Regions from separate parts of the Mus musculus genome. Here regions 1 and 3 are each linked to region 2. A link is a contact called in public HiChIP or PLAC-seq data. All regions are on one chromosome and are shown on one strand. The core of a region is the stretch at or near the end of the contact, and the rest is flanking DNA. Distances in the headings are between cores, read along the strand shown. Region 1 overlaps Entpd7 (ectonucleoside triphosphate diphosphohydrolase 7). Region 2 overlaps Got1 (glutamic-oxaloacetic transaminase 1, soluble). Region 3 overlaps Entpd7 (ectonucleoside triphosphate diphosphohydrolase 7).

The links. HiChIP or PLAC-seq counts read pairs in DNA pulled down with a chosen protein or histone mark.
Region 1: a contact with region 2 is called in an H3K27ac HiChIP or PLAC-seq map of embryonic stem cells, with 5 read pairs. The contact joins two enhancer-like sites. A contact is called at or near these places in 3 of 39 promoter capture datasets (the C10 cell line, liver and stem cell-derived epiblast-like cells), 1 of 15 datasets of contacts at CTCF or cohesin (the NIH/3T3 cell line), 2 of 484 Hi-C or Micro-C datasets (embryonic fibroblasts and embryonic stem cells), 2 of 115 datasets of contacts at active chromatin or transcription factors (embryonic stem cells and large pre-B cells) and 3 of 9 other capture datasets (adipose tissue, liver and pancreatic islet).
Region 3: an HNF4G HiChIP or PLAC-seq map of pancreatic cancer cells shows a contact between it and region 2. The contact joins two enhancer-like sites. A contact is called at or near these places in 1 of 15 datasets of contacts at CTCF or cohesin (the NIH/3T3 cell line), 1 of 484 Hi-C or Micro-C datasets (embryonic stem cells), 5 of 115 datasets of contacts at active chromatin or transcription factors (embryonic basal ganglia, embryonic forebrain, embryonic midbrain and 2 more) and 4 of 9 other capture datasets (adipose tissue, embryonic stem cells, liver and 1 more).

The regions. Positions count from the first base shown.
Region 1 is chr19:43,731,465-43,735,795 of GRCm38.p6, reverse strand. It overlaps Entpd7 (ectonucleoside triphosphate diphosphohydrolase 7), which reads right to left. Exons shown (of 13, transcript NM_053103.5): 13 at 1,943-4,331. Cox15 (cytochrome c oxidase assembly protein 15) reads left to right here. Exons shown (of 9, transcript NM_144874.4): 9 at 1-2,542. Among named protein-coding and RNA genes, the nearest start is that of Cox15, 19 kb to the left of the region's middle. Within about 2 kb of position 1,270, at least 4 of the 459 cell types and tissues checked have an H3K27ac peak or open chromatin away from gene starts, as enhancers often do. A contact at or near this core is called in embryonic stem cells, where this site is marked.
Region 2 is chr19:43,497,527-43,501,386 of GRCm38.p6, reverse strand. Got1 (glutamic-oxaloacetic transaminase 1, soluble) reads left to right here. Exons shown (of 9, transcript NM_010324.2): 9 at 830-1,635. The coding sequence ends at 969. Among named protein-coding and RNA genes, the nearest start is that of Got1, 25 kb to the left of the region's middle. Within about 2 kb of position 2,181, at least 88 of the 459 cell types and tissues checked have an H3K27ac peak or open chromatin away from gene starts, as enhancers often do. A contact at or near this core is called in embryonic stem cells and pancreatic cancer cells, where this site is marked.
Region 3 is chr19:43,694,243-43,698,394 of GRCm38.p6, reverse strand. All of the region lies in intron 3 of Entpd7 (ectonucleoside triphosphate diphosphohydrolase 7), which reads right to left. Among named protein-coding and RNA genes, the nearest start is that of Entpd7, 6.6 kb to the right of the region's middle. Within about 2 kb of position 2,789, at least 52 of the 459 cell types and tissues checked have an H3K27ac peak or open chromatin away from gene starts, as enhancers often do. A contact at or near this core is called in pancreatic cancer cells, where this site is marked.

The DNA.
Region 1 (4,331 bases), core at 21-2,520, 240 kb before region 2:
CTCAGAACAAGACTCATCCTAGACCTAAGCGATCACAAGGCCTCTGAACAGGACTGGGCTGGGTTGAAGTTCTGCCAGCTTGTTCCCATTCCCTCCGAATCGCTACCGCACCTACCGTGCCTCATTTAACCTGTTGGGCCTGTGTCAGCAGGGTAGAAACTCCGCTAGACAGGAGCCTTCCAAGAAGGGGACCAGGGCAGCTTGCACACCCTCTGCTTCCCAACTCCAAATCCGCACTCTTCAGTTAGAAGCAATCAGCACAGGGCTGGAGGGTCCAGCCAGAGACCACTCGGAACCGGTTTATAGTCACCCCAAGCACATGGCAACTGGAGTCAGCTCAAGTCTCAGATATTTTGCTGCAGGTTTTTGTTTGTTTGTTTGTTTGTACTACAGTTAAGCATGTTCGGAACAGATCCAATATTTAGCTGTTTAACTGCTTTATGGTATATATATATATATATATATATATATACACATACATACACACACACACACACACACACACACACCCTAAATACACCCTAATACAATTATTGATTTATGCCCCAAATGTCTATTTCAGAAAAATCCATTGCACACTTAAAGGATTAAATAATTTCTTTTAATGTTTTCAACAGTCTGTCCACAATTCTGTCAATTGTTTTTAATTTATAAATAAAGGTAATTAAAACATGTATTTTCAGTCAGCTAACCCAGGATTTTTGTTTGGGATTGATTAGGCCATTAACTCTTATGACATCATTTAATTTTTCTAAGAATTTACTTATTATTGTGTGTGCATGTACATGACAGGGGATATGCATTGTACATGCACGTGCATGCAGAGAAAAGGGGACAACTCCTGCGAGTTGGTTCTCTCCTTCTGTCTTTGTGTGGCGATTGCTTTGTACCGCTGAGCTGTCTCACTGGCTCAGGTTTGCGTCTTTAACCTGCACTGAGATCTGGTTTCCTGCGGCAGGGTCAGTGAGACTGCCTGAAGTGAAGTTGGTTGCAAAGACCAGCTCTGATAATCAGGAGTTTAGAATAGCAGTTTACCTGCAGCCCTCCTGGTCTTGGGGTGAATGGGGGGTTCTATGTGGGCATATGCCACACAGAGCCACATAAGACGCTGCACATTTTCTAGAGCTCCACATCTATCAGAATATTAAGAACTATTCCATGAAATTTAAGAATTCCACAAAAATTCGTTTTTCCACCGCCTGGCTGACAAAATTCTTAACGTAAAGCATGTAAAAAGAGCCGCCTCAGCCACCGGAAGCAGGGCGGTCCCAAAGCCTTTGTCCTTAAGGTCATGGGTCACAGTGGAAGGAGCCGTAGCCACTGCAGAGACCGTGCTAAAGGTAGAAATCCTGGAGGAGATGTAGTGTATACTCCAGCTTCAACTAAACGGACAGTGTGGGACAGCGTGGAAGGAGAACTTGAACAGAAACCTGACCGGTTGGAGGGCCCGGGATCCCTGCTGGCAGAGGCGGGCTTGAGTAAAGGGGCAGAGCCGAAATCAGGCTGGACTCACCAGGACCCCCTTCAAACTGTGCGGTAGCTCAGATTGAGAATGTCCTCCAAGGGCCATCTGTTAAAGGCTTGGTCCTCATGGTGGCATCGTTGGGAATGGTGGGACCCTCGTGGCCAAGCTTCCTAGAAGGTCTTCACATCATTGGAGGATGAGTGAGACTCCCAACTCCATCCTTTCTTGCATCCTGGTCATGAGCTAAGCATCCACTCTGCGTCACATGCCTGCTGCAACGTACACTTCACTGCGGGCTCAGAGCAGAGGGACACTTGACTACTGAGTTGACCATCTACAGCTGTGAGCCAGAACAACCCGTTCTCTGTATAAACGATCTCAAGTGTTTGGTTACAGTAAACGGACTAGCAGCCTGGGGGTGGGGGTGGGAGTCAGGGGTCTGGTAGTAATTGTCCTGCTTTAAGGAGAGGCTCAGGAATAGACACATCTTCAAGCTTGTCTGACATGCAGGCATGGTTAAACAGCCTATGACTCAGAACATTTTCAACTCAAGTTTTCATGCCATGGAAGCAATGGCCTGGTTCATATTTGAAAAACTGGAAGCCCTTATAGCATGAGCAATAATTCCATTTTACAATATAAAAAAAGTCTTTTTATTGCTCCGATTTCCAGAAATGAAAATGGTCTGCTGGTGTGTGGTTCTCCTCTGTCCTTCTAATGATAGTATTAACAAACAAAAATAATGAACTACTAGGCCAAGGGGAAATATGAAACCCTTCAAAGACAGCCGATGGGGATATAAAACAAGACAAAGCTGGCTTAAAATAGAACCTTAACAAGCCTCCCACCAAAACAGAAAGCCTGGAATGGACAGGAACCCACGCAGGGTACAACAGCTTTTCCAGTTCGATCACATCCAAGTTAGGAGGAGGGTGAAGGTCAAGGACAGAGCCACCCACCATACAGACCATTACCTAAAAGTATTTGATTTCAATCATTGTTTTGCAATCATGGTTTACAAAAATATTTGTTATTCTGTATTGTTAGTCAAAGGTGCCAAAACTTGGTTCTTAGTCCTCATTTTTGAACATACTAATTTTTATAATGCCAGCAAAATCTTCACGAGTTTGGCAGAAGTCTACCTTCCCCACAGCAAAGACGGAGGGTAAAACATAAACTAAGAGACCGATTTAAGAGACTCTGAAACAGCCAATGCTGTTCCTACTTAATTCCTAGTCCAGCTAAAATGAAGTCACATACAAATCCCAGTCTAGAAACTTCCCAAGAATCGCCACCTATTCCATAATGAGGTAGATATCTCTATTATGCATTTGTACCTTCATTCAGATTGTAATTATTGGAATGTTGTGGGTAAGAAAAAAATTGTGCAAAGTTAAGCTAATGGCTTAAACATAAAACCAAAAGTATTTTAAATACTAAAACAGATGCAGCGAAAACTTGGCTAATGAGATCCCATTTGAAGTCTACCCTCAGGGATGAGTTGAGAGCAATGTCCTCAGCTCCATATAACAGAGTTCTTAACCTATGGAACTCCGGGAAGCCTTACTGTAAGGAAGGGAAGTCTGGACCCCATAATACGAAAGCAATAAACAGGATACAATGCACCAAACAGAAACTCAAAGACTAATTAAAATAAATTAAGAAATATATTTATATTGAGAAATGATAAAGATAGGTATCCTGAGATTTTTTTTTTCCAAACTATAAAAAGAATGTAGGGGTATCAATCCGAAAGGCTGCCGTAATGATTAAATGATATATAGTAAAGAACACAACATTAAGAGGGATACAAATAAGTGCTTGACAGATGGAAGCTTCTAGTAGCATCAGGACAAAGAGGAAGATCAGTAATGAGAGCTTTACAACCAGACCATTACCACCTCCCTCCTCCAGTCTCAATTGGAGCCCATGAACATGGCCACTGTTAACCTGCCCAGGGACTTCTGACTAGATCTCTCAACACACCAAGACAGCTATATAGAAACCAAGATGAAGCTAAATGTTCCCTGAGGAAGCAAATGGCTGGTAAGAGCATTTTATAGCAACATTAAAAAAAAAAAGCAGAGGCTCACTCACAGGACATAAAAATTAGAATGATGGAGAAGGGAGACAACTGAGAAGTCCTAAGATGTCAACCTCACAGCCCTAATGAAAAGTAGATGACATGAAAGAATTCTTTGCTAGGTGTGCACGTATCTAATGTGCACGCATGGTGGCACACATCTGTAATCACAGCACTCAGGAGGCTGTGGCAGGAGGACCACTGAGAACCAGGCCAGCCTGAGTTACTTAGTGACACCCACTCGGCCTCAAAAAAAAAAAAAAGAAAAGAAAAGAAAAGAGGAGGGGGAGGGGAGGGAGAGGGGAGGGAGGGGGAAGAAAAGGAAGAAAAGGAGGAAGGGGGAGGAGGAGGAGGAAGAAGAGGGAAGGGGAGGAAAGGGAAAGGAGAAGGAAGAAGAGAGAGGGGGCGAGGAGAGAGAGGGAGGAGGGGGAGGAAGAGGGAGGAGATGATGGTAATTGCAGCCTTGCCTAACTGCTAAGTCAACACACTCATCCTCACGTTGGCTTCCTCCCTAAGACCATCTTGACTTTTTTCTCTATTTCATAAATCATTTCATTTCCTTCTGTTCCCAGGAGGAATTTATTATCAAAGAAATTCATTTTTATTCCTTTAGACTCTTTTTTTTTTCTTCTGAACTCCAACACTAGAGATAAAAGGCTTTGGCAAAATGAAGAGAAAATGAGCCAGGTTGGTGATGCTCTCCTTGAAGCCAGCGCTACAAAGACACAGAGGCAGGGATATCAGGGCTTCAAGGCTGGCCTTGGCGACCTAGAAAACTGGGCT
Region 2 (3,860 bases), core at 932-3,431:
ACTCGGGAGGCAGAGGAGAGCGTTGAACTTTTCCTATGCCCCATCTGTGAAATGGGCATGATAGGTTATCACCAAGAATACTGAAGCGCATAGCACACTGCCTAGCATGTCACACTTGCCCACTAGTTTGTGTGATTTTATTGTTCTACTTCATTTTTAATGGGCTAATTAAGCAAAAAATATGCTAGAGTTCTATCACAGTTTTGCAGAGAAACAAAATCACTGTAGTGATGAGGACATGCAGGCCTCTGTCCCCTTCTGCTTTCACGTGTGGGGTTTTTTCCTGCAACCATGGAATCCCTGATGCATCCTAGGAGGCTGAAGGATGAGTGGTCCAGAGGCTAGAATGTGGTGGTCCCTAGGTCACGGGGTCTGGGTCACAGGGTCACAGAGCCTGTTGGTTCACTTACATGCCGGTTATCTGTACATTGTGATGGGCTCCTGTCAAATGTACTCTGAGATGAAAGGCTCACTGGAGGTTGTTGGATGCTCAGGACTGGAGCCCCAAAGCCGGTGTCGAGCACCTATCAGGGTTTCCCGATCAGGGTACTTCCCTTGTGTCTGATGGCTGCTCTCAGTTGAGAGGGGTATCTAACGTGCAAGGTCTGGCTGGGAGGTCATCCCGGCTTCAAAGCTGCCCCTCTGCTGTAGTCATATTGTCAACGTCCTGAAAATTGAACATGAATTACTGAGAAATCTTTCCAGGATCTAGTGAGTAGTTTCCTGTTGGTTGATTGCACCAGTCTGAGTTAAGGAGGAAGAAGGAAGATGGTGATCTCTGAGTGTCCACTGCTTAAGTCAGTGTCTTGCCCTCCTGTCTTCTCTACAGCCAAGCAGGTCGAGTATTTGGTCAACGAGAAGCATATCTATCTCCTGCCGAGTGGTCGGATCAACATGTGCGGCTTGACCACCAAGAACCTAGATTACGTCGCTACCTCCATCCATGAAGCCGTCACCAAAATCCAGTGAAGAAACACCTCGTAGTTCACGCCACCAAAGCAGTTCTTGTCACACCTTTCCTGCCTGCGCAAACCTAGCTGTACCTAGCTGTACACGTCCTTTATTAGAGATGACCGAGGGGAAGCAGCTGCTGTTTAGCTGACCCCCCACATGAGAAGACGTTTCTTGAAATGAGCCCCGGGGGCTCTGGGGTTAGAGCCTGTTGGAAACCAGAGTAGATTAAAGTTATTTAAGAATAAAAAGAACTTTGGCTATGAGATGTAATCACCTTGCCTTCCTCTCTAGCATTCTGCAGGAGTGATGCCCACGGAGCCTTGGGCTTCTGCGTGTTGCCTGACTGTACAAAAGTCTAGTCTCAAAGATCAAGTTGGTCTGAGGAGCCGGATGTGACTGTGGGTGTTGGCTGGGGCATTAAAACTCATCATCGCCACCCATCTCTGTCTCTCGTCACCCTGATCTCCCCGCACGGTTGTGTCCCTGGTCTGGAACATTAGTTTTTTTAAGGCAACTGTGGCCAATATTTATATCATGACATACAAATGGATTTACGTATTTGACTGAAATGAAAGTTCCACTAAACGGTATTTGCTCTTGTGATATGTGGCACATTGTGATATTTTCTTAGTCTGTTCTGTTTTATTTAAAAAATAAAACTGCTGATCAAGACAAGTGAAATGGAGTTTGTGATCCATTCATGAGTTGCCACCCACAGTTTAGAATGAAGTCTTTAGAGGGGTTCACTGATGGCAAAGGTAAAGGAAAAAACAAAATGTGTTCATGAAACTGGAAGTTCAAGTAGGATCCAGGCTGTAAGTCCATGTTGCTTTTGTAGGTTTATCGTTCAGACACCAGCCATTTTCTTAAGAAACTAGGATGATATCATTTAGAGGGATTCTAGAATACCAGCTCTTTCCGTCACCGCTGGAGCTGCTATGTCCCTAGTGTATTGAAAACATTACAGCTGCTTAAACATCACAAGTTCCAGAGTCCCTGAACTCTGGGAAAAGGGTGGGTCTGGAAAAATTGGTAGGGCTATGCCTTACTTTAAGCAACAGAGTAACCACTTTTCAAAATATTTAAGAGTAGCTTTTCAGAATTTCCCAGGACTCCCTTGAGGTATAAAAATCCCACGATTTTTAAAGATGGTCGGCTCCAGAAGTCACCAGGTCTAGCCTGGCTACCGCAGTGAAACAGTCTGCTTGCTTCCTGTTGTCTCTGACTCACCCCCTTTCCTCTGGGTGTGGTACGGAATTCTTTCCAAGCTTACCAAGACACCCTGTTCTGTTAGTAGGGCCTTTTAGTTTAAAAAAAGACCTTTGACCTTGAGCCAGAATTTGGACTGTTGCTGTCATTCTGCCGTCATTCCTCATTCCTTTCTTTGAATCAGTCTGTTGGTACTGAAACAGTCTGGCTTCCTGCCTTCGGAGAGGAACGGTGGTTATCCCTGGTCTGGCTTTCCTTTGCAAAGCCCTCCGCCCTTGCAGATCCTACCATCTGGCTGGGCTGACTCTCTGTAGGTGCCCCAGGCTGCTGGGTGTGGACGAGGTAAAGGTTATTAGACGTTAGCTTGCAGCTTGTTTCCATTTGTATCCTTTATTGAGGTTTGTTCTTTCAGCTCTAGGATGCTGCCTTCCCTGGAAGAGTTTCTTGCATTCTCCCTAGGGGTGGCTTAAGCCATCAGACTCCAGTACCTCTGATGGGGACAGACTTGGTTGTTGTGAGCAAAAGAGCATTGCTTGTTGCTCTTGCAGAGGACTGGGGTTCTGTTTCTAGCACCCACATGAAACCACAACTGCCCGGAATTCCAGATCAAGGGGATCTGACGCCCTCTTCTGGCTTCCAGGGGTACCTACATATGCTAAGGCATACACATAAATAAATCTTAAAAAACAATTTTGATCAATGTGGCCCTCCAAAATGTCCTACCCAGTAACCACCCCCCACCTTTTTTTTTTTTTTTTTTTTTTTTGAGACAGGGTCTCTCTGTGTATCCCTGACTGTCCTGGAACTCACTCTGTAAACCAGGCTGGCCTTAAACTCAGAAATCTGCCTGCCTCTGCCTCCCGTGCTGGGATTAAAGGTGTGCGCCACCACTGACTGGCTCCCCAGTAAACTCTTACTAGGGCATACTTTTCTTGTTAGGGAAAGAGAATTTTTCTTCTAGTTTTTTATTTTTAAATTTATTTTATAAAAATTTATTTATTAGAAAAATTTCTAATTTTTCTTCTAGGGGGAGTGCCAAAACTATTTAAATTAAGGAAACAACTTTAAGTCTCAATGCCAGTACCAACATGCTAAAAAAGTTTTTAGTATTTTAAAGAAAAAAAAAAAAGATGAAGTGGGACAAATTGGTTAGCGTGTCCTGTACTGTGTCTGGGGTTCTGTGGATGTTTGGGGGACACTGCAAGAGCTCTCAGATGTGGGTGCATGGTAGACTTCAGAGGTGGGCAAACAGAAAACTCCAACTTGCCAAAACTTCAATCAAGTTGTCCAAAGGCATCAGCGCCTTTGAGAGGCAGTTTTGAGAAATGAGTTAAGCAGCCTTTATTACACCACCTGCTAAGTGTAGCCCAGAGAAAACAGCCTTTAGCGTATTAAGGAAAGAATAGCCCCGATTGGGTCTCCAGAGAAGAATCCTGTATTGTTCCAGCATAACCCTCTAATGGTCTTGTTACACTGCTTGCAAGCTGCCTGGCTGGTCCGCCTTCTGGAGCCAGCTAACTGCACACGGAACCTCTGGCCCACTGCTTTCTTGTTCCTGCCTCTAGCCTTTGCGTAGGAACCACTGGAATGGGGCCATCTTGATGTTCCAGAAGGTCCGAGAAAGCCAGCAGAGTCTCAGGGGTGTAGGGTCTGGCCTCCAACATCCTGGTCTTTTCTCATGGTCACATGGGTTCAGC
Region 3 (4,152 bases), core at 1,540-4,039, 200 kb before region 2:
TTCTAATGTTTTCAGTTATATTACCTTAGAAATGGCATAACATTAGAAATTGTTTCTAACAGAAAACAATTAAGTACTAGGAAACACAGAGATGCAGAAAGACCACTGTAAGCTTAAGCTTTAGTTCCTGAGACCACAGAAGGACTGCGGGCAGCGTTCCCTGGCACACATTCTCCCTGAGACCACAGAAGGACTGTGGGCAGTGTTCCTTGGCACACACTCTCCTGAGCAAAGGTCTCCACATTTGCTCCTGTGGGGACACCTGTGCTCTGTCCCCAGCAGCACGGCACCATCTGTGGAACACCACAGAACACTGCTTCAAGTTTCAGCGTGTGACTTAGGGATAACTGACGTAGGAAGCATATGAGTATATTATATCTGAGTGTAATGGAAACAGTCACAAGCAGAAGGACTTTCCTTAAATCTTTCAGAACCATTGCTAAAGCTTTCCTGTGATTCCCAGTTTCCTGATCTATCATTCTGACATCAGCTAGTGCTCCCTGTGATTCCCTGTTTCCTGATCTATCATTCTGACATCAGCTACTGCTCCCTAGTAGTCAAGCAGCCACTGCTGCCACAGGGAAGAAAGAATGAGAGAGGAAGAGGGAGGGAAGGAGGAAAAGAAGGAAGGAAGAAAGGAAGGAAGGAAGAAAGAAAAGACACAACTTTTAATGGTGACAACATTGCTCATCATCTGCAGAATATACTTCAGGGCAGAGACAGTAATTTAAGAGCAGAAAAAAAAATCAACATTACTTCAAATACTATACTCGGGCTAGAATTTGCATAATAGTATGTTGGGTGGCCTAGACCCTTTATTTCTTTATTTGCTGCTGGCTTTGTTTTTCCATGGCAAGGTCTCAGCACCCCTCCCTCTCAGGTGTTGGGGTGATAGGCAACTAAATGCTTTATTTCTAAATCAAATGACAAGGCAAACATTTTCACAGCCTGGAAATGGTGACGCACCCCTTTGATCCCAGTACTTAGGAGACAGAAGCAGGTGGATCTGTGAGTTTGAGGCCAGCCTGGTCTACAGAGCAAATTCCAGGATAGCCAGAGCTATACAGAGAATCCCTGTCTTTTTTTTTTTTTTGGTTTGAATTTTCGAGACAGGGTTTCTCTGTGTAACCCTGGCTGTCCTGGAACTCACTCTGTAGACCAGGCTGGCCTTGAACTCAGAAATCCACCTGTCTCTGCCTCCCAAGTGCTGGAATTAAAGGTGTGCACCACCACTGCCGAATCCAAAAGAAAAAGAAACAAAAGAAGGAAGGAAGAGAGGGAGAGGAGGGGAGAGGAGAAGAGAGGGAAAAAAAGGAAAATAAAGGGAAAAGGAATAATTTTCACTCCCACTTTATGCACTGATATAAACTGGATTGTAGAACTAATTAAGACACCACCCCAAGATTACCCACATAACAAAGGATTAGGGCTAGTTAACCCTAAAACCACAATACCACCCCAAGGAACCATAATGAGTGTTCTCAACGAGGCTGCATATCAGAAGCCTCTGCACTTCAGAGAGACCTTGTCACCTCCATTTATTACAAGTCCCTTAGTGATTTAAAGATACAAAGGCTAAAAGCAACTATTCAAGATCACCATTAACTAAGTGATCAGACTGTATAAATAAAAGTTTTAAGAAAATAGAAAGAACTGTTCCCTAGTGTATATATATATATATATATATATATATATACTACTATATATATAGGGAACAGTATATATATATATATGTTCCCATGATAGATACTGTAGAAATTTTACATTATTCAGTGTATTTTTTCCCAGTATTTCTGAGTCAGGCTCTTACTCTGTAGCCTAGTCTGCCTTCCTTCCCTAGGCTTGGAACACAAGCATGCCACACAACACCTGGTTTCCAGCTGCCTTTAATAAATTCCTCCTTGGCCTCACCGCCCCATGCCAGTTACCACTGCTTTTAGGGCACCTGCGTCTATCGACAACCTGAACCCACAGTGGCCATCATTCTGATTTGCTGTTATCTTTGGCTTTGTGTGAAAAGTGAGAGCCATGCTAATTAAAACACTGGCAAAGGAAAGGAGTGGCTGGTGGAATACTGCAACTTTCAGGTCAACCTTGCCTATAGAGCAAGCAAAAGCAAAAACAAAACAGTAAGATGAGAGAGGAGGAGGAGGGAAAGGAAGACAAGGAGGAGGGAGGAGAGGAGGAGGAGGAAGAAGAGAGAGAGGAGGAAGAGGAAGACAAGGAAGAGGGAGAGGAGGAGGAAGAGGAGAGAAAGGAGGAAGAAGACAAGGAGGAGGGAGAAGAGGAGGAAGAAGAGGAGGGGGTAGAAGAACACAAGGAGGATGGAGAGAAAGAGGAGGAGGGAAAGGAAGACAAGGAGGAGGGAGAGAGAAAGGAAGACATGGAGACGGGAGAGGAAGAGGAGGACGAGAACAAGGAAGAAGAAAAGCAAGCAGTATGAAAGGTCCTATCTTATCACAATGTGCATGCACTTTTAGAACATGAGCTTACAGGAGCACATCTGGTTCCTTACTCATGGCTCTCTTATGATTCATTTATGATTAACTCTGTTCCTGATTCTAAAGGACTTATCTCAATTACTCACTAGGCTCTGCCGTCTAATGAGGTTATGAACTCTGTGTTCAGGAGCCACGTTCTGTTCATCTTTGTACCCCCCCCCCACCCCCGTGTCTAATACAATCCTATGAACCCATGGCAAGTTCTCAGAGAATGTTCGACCCCTAGACGCCTCGTGGAGGCTGCCACAAAGAGGAACTTATAGCACACAGCTGTTAGCAGCAGTGTGTACACAGCTGTCCATTAAACAACAATAAGCTCTGGGGTACGAGGCTGCTGATCGCTTGAGCGGGTCGGTTCAGGGTGTTAGGACTTATAGTAATGTCCTTTCAGGGCACAGTGTGTGTCCTCCACAGTTCCACAGCGATCTCATTTCAATTAAACCAACCTAACAAGTAGTTAGATATAGGATCTGGTTGCTTCGGACACAGTGGGTCACTATACCGCCTACCGTCCACTTGGGGCTTTACTCTGCTTTATCTATGCTGCTGCCGTCCAACTTCAGGCTACCCCTCTCTCCGCCCAAGTAAGTCTCTCTGCTTGCATCTTTCCTTCCAATTCATTCTCCACAAGGCCATCAACGTGAGCGTGTTTGTTTGCTTGCTTGCTTGCTTGCTTGCTTGTCTTTCAAGTAGAGCCCTGCCTGCCTTGAAACTCACTTTGTAGACCAGGCTGGCCTGGAACTCAGAGATCTACCTGCTCAGCCTCCCAAGTGCTGGGACCAAAGGTGTGCACCACCACTACTGAGCTTTTTAAAAGAGCAAATCCTAACACACCTCCCTTTGAAACCTTCTAAGCCTTTTCTCTACCCTTACGTTGAAATCTGGAACAATTCCACCCATCCCTGCCTCCCGCTCCTATTCCCACCCTGATCCAACATCATAACCAGCCAGACCCTAATGTACCTGTCCACCCACTACCCAGCTCACCTCTAACCAGCCAGACCCTAATGTACCTGTCCACCCACCACCCAGCTCACCTCTAACCAGCCAGACCCTAATGTACCTGTCCACCCACAACCCAGCTCACCTCTAACCAGCCAGACCCTAATGTACCTGTCCACCCACCACCCAGCTCACCTCTAACCAGCCAGACCCTGATGTACCTGTCCACCCACCACCCAGCTCACCTCTAACCAGCCAGACCCTAATGTACCTGTCCACCCACCACCCAGCTCACCTCTAACCAGCCAGACCCTGATGTACCTATCCACCCACCACCCAGCTCACCTCTAACCAGCCAGACCCTAATGTACCTGTCCACTCACCACCCAGCTCACCTCTAACCAGCCAGACCCTGATCTACCCCTCCACCGTCCAGCTCGCCACTCATCCTCTGACAGTTCACCCATGTGAGCTAATCCATATGGAACCCAGTCAGATCGTGCTGTCTGCCAATGGAAAGCCGTGCTAAGGTCTGCCAAGAAAACCCCATTAAGCAGCAAAGAAACTCAGCTTGTGGTCTGAGATGTAAAACTTGTAATTTTAATTGGCAAATTTCTTTTTCTGTAGTGCCGCAAACAGTATTTTCTCTCCCGGAAAGAAAGACTCTAAACTACAAGTGAAACGAGAGCTCTTGCGGAAGGAAGGTTGA